2 separate regions of the Mus musculus genome follow, and region 2 is linked to region 1. Evidence: chromatin contacts called from public HiChIP or PLAC-seq data. All regions are on one chromosome and are shown on one strand. Each heading gives the region's core, a stretch centred on a gene start, on an enhancer-like site or on the middle of the called end of the contact. The rest is flanking DNA. Distances are from core to core; before and after follow the strand shown. Region 1 holds the start of Fbxl21 (F-box and leucine-rich repeat protein 21). Region 2 overlaps Tgfbi (transforming growth factor, beta induced).

Region 1 (2,700 bases), core at 163-2,662:
TTAGATCTGTTTATATAAAAATTCTATCTTAAATATATGGGGGCATTTATTTAAAAAGCCTGATTTCTTTTCATGTTAAGGAAATGGATCGCTTCTTGTTTGTTTGTTTTTGGTTCTTTGAGACAGGGTTTCTCTGTGTAGCCCTGGCTGGCCTGGAACTCACTCTGTAGACCAGGTTGGCCTCTAACTCAGAAATCTGCCTGCCTCTGCCTCCCGAGTGCTGGGATTAAAGGCATGCACCACCACTGCCCTGCAATGGACCACTTCAAGGCTTTCTTACCTGAAGGTGGCTTCCAAGTTACAGTTACTGCTGAGCCAATGAAATGACACTGCCATGGGGTAATCACCGACACCCATCTGACTTCACTTCCAGTCTTGGAAAAAACCCACAAAACCATCATTTGGGCATATAATCATTTTATGCTTAGGTTATCTGTAAGTCGTTATATACATTAAGTGATTTTATTAGTAGGTTATTAATAATAGAACAGTTTTTTTGCCCATATGAAAACTAGTTTGTAGAAATATCACAACACTCTCTAGAAGTTACACTGGAAGCTATACTAAGGCTACATATCAGGCAGAAAAGCACTCTAAAAATTCACATTTTACTTAATATCTATGAAGAGATATCATGAAATTTGAAGTAGTTCATAATTACGTGTACTGGTTTATTAGCTGTATAAGTTGGCATAGCTCAAGCTTCTCTGTGGTATTAAGATATATTTACTTACAAAGTAAACTTCAATTTTTTGAATAGATAGATCTCATTTTTAAGTGCATCATCTGAAGACTCGTTTGTAAAATGCACTTGGATTGAAAACACCATTTGAGAGGCGAGGATGGCAGAGAGGCGAACAGAACTCAACCTAGACCATCCCTAGATGAGCACCGAGCAGCCTGCCCCATATCCAGGCAACCAGACTGGACCAGAAAGAGGACGCCAACCCGGGGCAGAGTTTAAAGTGTAAAAATGAATACAGATGGCATTGAAAATGTACCGCCCTAAAACTGCTCGGTGCAATTTATCTTACATCCTAACTGTCCTGAGAAACAGGGCTTGGGGTCGACCGGACCCTAGCTGAAAGCGGTGAGAGAGCTGAAAAGCCCCCGGGGACTGGGGGGATGGCTGGGCTCCGCACGCTCGGTTCCGAGCAGACTAGGTCTCGCTCCTGCCTCCACGGCCAGGCAGCTCTGGGGGTTCCTGCGGTTCGGCTCGCCCCGCCCCGCCAGCTCCCTAGTGCTGCGCCACAAATGTTACCTCCGAACGCGCTCCTGAGGGCAGCCAGCCCCAGGCAGGCCCGCCGGTCAAGCGCAGAACTCTGCGTGACGAACGCCAGCAGCTACCTTCTCAGGTGGGCGGGCTCCAGCGCCGCATAAAGCCGCGGACAGTGAGAGACTAAATGGGCATCACAGGCCAGGCCCCGCCTGCGCCACGCCCGCGCCACACCCCTCCAGGAAGCCTTGCCCCAGTGTGCTAGTGTTCAGCCTCTCGAATCCCCGCCCCCGGGAGTCTCGCTCCGCCCCCAGCCTCGCCCCCGGAAGTGGCTGCCTCTTAAAGATGCCCCGCCCCCGTCAATTCTGCCCCGCCCCCAAACGCTAAGTTTAAGTTCGGGGTTCACCGAGAGGTAGACCCTGACGCACGCCCGCGCCCCGCCCACTGATAAAAGCTCCACCTCTAGAGCCTCTGACTCTAGGTAGCCTCGCCCCGCCCCCAGCCGCTCTGTTGGAGCTGGAGGTCTCACCTAGCACATGCAGGTTCCTAGGCCTCTAGAAGTCCTTTGGTGGTCCCAGGGCCAGTGTGTGAGTGCTCCTCAAGGGATAAGCAGTATGCTTAGTGAATATTCAGTTAAATAACTGACCACTTGACCCAAACTAACAGTTCGAGTTTCCAGGTTTTAACTTGAGAAGGACACCCCACTACCATCATGCAGATGCTTGAGGGACCGTGATTGGAAGCTGCAATGATCGCCTCTCAGGTCCTGAGCTGCAGGCCAGGACTGCAGAAGGTCACCTGTGAGCTGCCAGCCTGCCAGCTCAAAAAGAATGCACAATGAGCTATGGATTTTTTTTTTTTTAAGTTTCAAAATATCAAGCCACACACAGCATTCTACGTTAACATCTAGCGTCACTCATACTCTATTTGTAATGACCAGCTTTATCACGGTACAACTGACAAATACTGGACACACCCTAGGTTTTGTTGCCTTTGAAACCATCATAGAGACAGGATAATGAACATACCATAGATGTATGTCTCCCCCAGATTCCTCTTGGTTCCTCTAATTCCCCCATCATGGTCCTCCCTCACCTGACATTTTAGATTAATTTGAAGTTCTTATTACAAATTGATTTCTGTGGTGTCTTGCTGTCAGCTCTTTTCCCTCAAGAGTTCAATTGACACAGATCTTGCCACATTTGCCTTCAAGTGATGTGGACAGACTTTTATCCCCCCCCCCGTTTTGTCCTAATTTGATCTCTTGTAGATTGTTTATGAATTCAGATGCATATGCCAGTCTAGACCTTTGGGTTTGCCAAAGCCTCTACTTTGTGAAATTCCTTTTGATCCATAGACTCAATGAGCCCCCTCTGCACTCTTGTTCCTCAGGGAAGGCTTTTCAGCTTAGATCCACCTTGAACCAGCATAGACTTGGGACTTCCACTCTGACCCACTATCGCTGAGTCCTAGTTACACATCTC
Region 2 (2,700 bases), core at 20-2,519, 110 kb before region 1:
AGAATCCTGAACACTTTCCAGAAACCGCTTCCTCTTTTTGAAAGCCAGTTCTTACATAAGCTCCTGGCTCTTGAGTGCCGCAGTCTCCGCAGTCTCCATTTTATATATATATATATATAAACAATACATGCCAAAGACGGGGTGTGAATCAGGACCTAGAGCTACTTACATTTCGATAAACAAAGACTCGCAGCTTTTTGCCACCCAGCGTGTCCAGTGTCTGTCCAGAGTACAGATACTTGGAGGCCAACTGTTCTTTGACCATGTGGTTCAGAAGCAAAGTCTTCATCTGGGCGTCGATGCGAGGGACACCATCTGCAAGTGAAGGGATGGACAGATCCAGGGAGACAGGTTCCGGAGATAAGGTGTGTGATGAGAGACACACGTGCAAGAGAGCCTGCCCATCTCTCCGTGGTTTGGAAATGGAGACAGAAAGTAAGGGTGGCTGTCAAAACCCCTTAACATTCAGCAACTATTAGAGAAAAGAATAGGTGCAGCTACTGAGCATGCTTGTCATTTTGCTCTCAGAAGGAGGAGACTTTCTCCATGTCCCCATAACAGCACCTCAGCTGACCCCAGCCCATATACATCAGTGTTGACCCTGCAAACCAAAAGCCGAGGGCTGCTCCACTCTCCTGGCAGAGGCAAAGTATTGAGCTCTGAGGAAAAGATCCCCCGCCCCAATACATTCTTGGCTGGTTCAGATAAACAACGGGTAGTCCAAAGTTCCTGATAGAATCACATCTGCTTTGGACTATGGTAGGCGGAAGGTTCCAAGGCTGTTGTAAATCAGGGCAGGGCTGTAGGGTTGGGGCAGCTGTCCCAGAGACAACAGAACAGCAGGGTGCTTTTCCCCACATTACCTTTGAACACAGAATTCAGGGGGGCCAGGAAGGTCAACTGTTCTTTCCCAGAGAGATGAGTATCGAGGCCAGCTTGTTTGAGGATGTCAATGGCAGTGGAGACGTCAGATTCCCCAGCCAGCTCAAGCAGTGTCTTGGCTACAGGAAGAAGAAATGGAGCCCAAAAGGTAACGGGAGGTGTGACTATGTCACGGTCCAGAGTGGGACAGACATCTGCACGAACTTCATCTTGTTAGTCACCAGCCTTCTAAACACAAAGGAGCCAAGCATGTCCCTGTCATCAGAAAACCTAATCTGCAGGGAGGTAGGTGACAGTCACTTGGCAGTTGACAGCACTCTCCCCAGGTCCCAGATTGGCTTGGCCAGGACCTGTTTGACTCTGGAGAGGAGCCAACATGACCTGTGCCACTGTTTCAGAAGATACTCCCACAGGAAGAGATCGCTCTTTCCTGGGAGAGTTCTATGCTCAGGTTGACTAGAAACCAAAGTCCATCCCATCATCTTTCCTGGGTCGGTGGCCTCGGATGGCCTAAGGAAAGCAAATGCTGTGACATTAGTGATGGCCCTTTGTGCCTAACCACAGCATGCAAGACCAGAAAGGGTTCTAAGATGGTGTCTTCTGGTTACCTCAAGACAGTGTCCTGTGCCTAGACTCCATACTGGAAGCATAAGATTTCTTATTTCCTACAGAACTTCAGGTTCACAGAAGGTACAGGGCTGTGTGCTGCCCCAAGGGCAAGAAGTGGCCCAAAAGACTGCTGATTATGCCTGTCTCTGTCACCAGGATTCCAGAAGGGACAGGAAACTGGGAAGGATAGAGCCCCTCACTCCCACCCCGGAGGCCTACTTACCTGAATCTGGGATAAGCAGCTCATCAATGAAATGAATGACACCGTTGGTGGCCAGGATGTCTTTGTTGGAGATGACAGCCTTCCCGTTGATGGTGAGCTTGTCCCCACTGCAGCCCACCTCCAGTGTGGTGCCCCCCAGGGTCTCCATGGACATTCCAGCTACAATGGCCTCAGCACACATGGCTGACTTCAGGATGTGGTTGTTTAGCAGGTCTGTGGCAGAAGAGGATACAGGTCTAGAGCCTGCTGTGGCTGGATGTAGGTGCTAGTTCCCAGCCTGCCCATGGCTGAGAATTTTGCTAGAGTACCACAGGGCCCACATCCCCATCTCTTGCCTACCACCAACTAAAACCACTGTGACACTGTGGTTAGACTGCCCAAGTTTGAATCCCATAACTGCTGACCAGCTGTGGGATCCTGGGCCAGCTACTTAGCCTCCTCAACCTGAAATGAAAACCTCTTCTCAACAGAGAAACTGTTGGTATAGACCCCAACCCTCTTCCTTCAGGACTGTAGCTATAGCAGTAGAGGGCAGTCCCCTGCTGTGAGCAAACTGGTCATTGCCTAGCAGTAGCAGGTATTCAAAAGGCCTCTCATAATGAGTTCTGATATCAATGAATATAAAAATCTTTGTGCTCTGTACAAAAGATCTTTCAATGCATTTATGGTTTGGGTGCTGTATGTTAAAGTCTTGCCCCAACCCCAGGGTGGTGCTATTGGGAAGTAGTGACAACGTTAAAAGGTAGAGTTAGTGTGGGGCCTTTAGGCCATTTAGTGCCCACCCCCTAAAGCCACAGGTTTGAAAGCCGTGGGGCCAGGTGATTATGAAATAACATGTCTATGACTGTGAGCCAAATGAAACCTTTCCTCTTCCTAATCTGGTTACTTCCGGTACATGTGCTGTGATGCTGCCTGCACCTCTTCCAGGAAGCTTCCTAGCCCTTGAGGCTGTAGACCCCAACCCTGCCCACCCCATCAGTGAACCA

The links. HiChIP or PLAC-seq counts read pairs in DNA pulled down with a chosen protein or histone mark.
Region 2: a contact with region 1 is called in an H3K4me3 HiChIP or PLAC-seq map of intestinal villus epithelium, with 5 read pairs. The contact joins the enhancer-like site here to the promoter of Fbxl21 in region 1. A contact is called at or near these places in 10 of 39 promoter capture datasets (3T3-L1-derived adipocytes, the HPC-7 cell line, cranial neural crest and 6 more), 1 of 484 Hi-C or Micro-C datasets (embryonic fibroblasts), 3 of 115 datasets of contacts at active chromatin or transcription factors (embryonic stem cells, intestinal villus epithelium and microglia) and 3 of 9 other capture datasets (adipose tissue, liver and pancreatic islet).

The regions. Positions count from the first base shown.
Region 1 is chr13:56,521,184-56,523,883 of GRCm38.p6, reverse strand. It overlaps Fbxl21 (F-box and leucine-rich repeat protein 21), which reads right to left and starts at 1,412. Exons shown (of 7, transcript NM_178674.5): 1 at 1,262-1,412; 2 at 281-374.
Region 2 is chr13:56,628,845-56,631,544 of GRCm38.p6, reverse strand. It overlaps Tgfbi (transforming growth factor, beta induced), which reads right to left. Exons shown (of 17, transcript NM_009369.5): 8 at 1,715-1,927; 9 at 864-1,001; 10 at 170-315. Among named protein-coding and RNA genes, the nearest start is that of Tgfbi, 21 kb to the right of the region's middle. Within about 2 kb of position 1,269, at least 22 of the 459 cell types and tissues checked have an H3K27ac peak or open chromatin away from gene starts, as enhancers often do. A contact at or near this core is called in intestinal villus epithelium and liver, where this site is marked.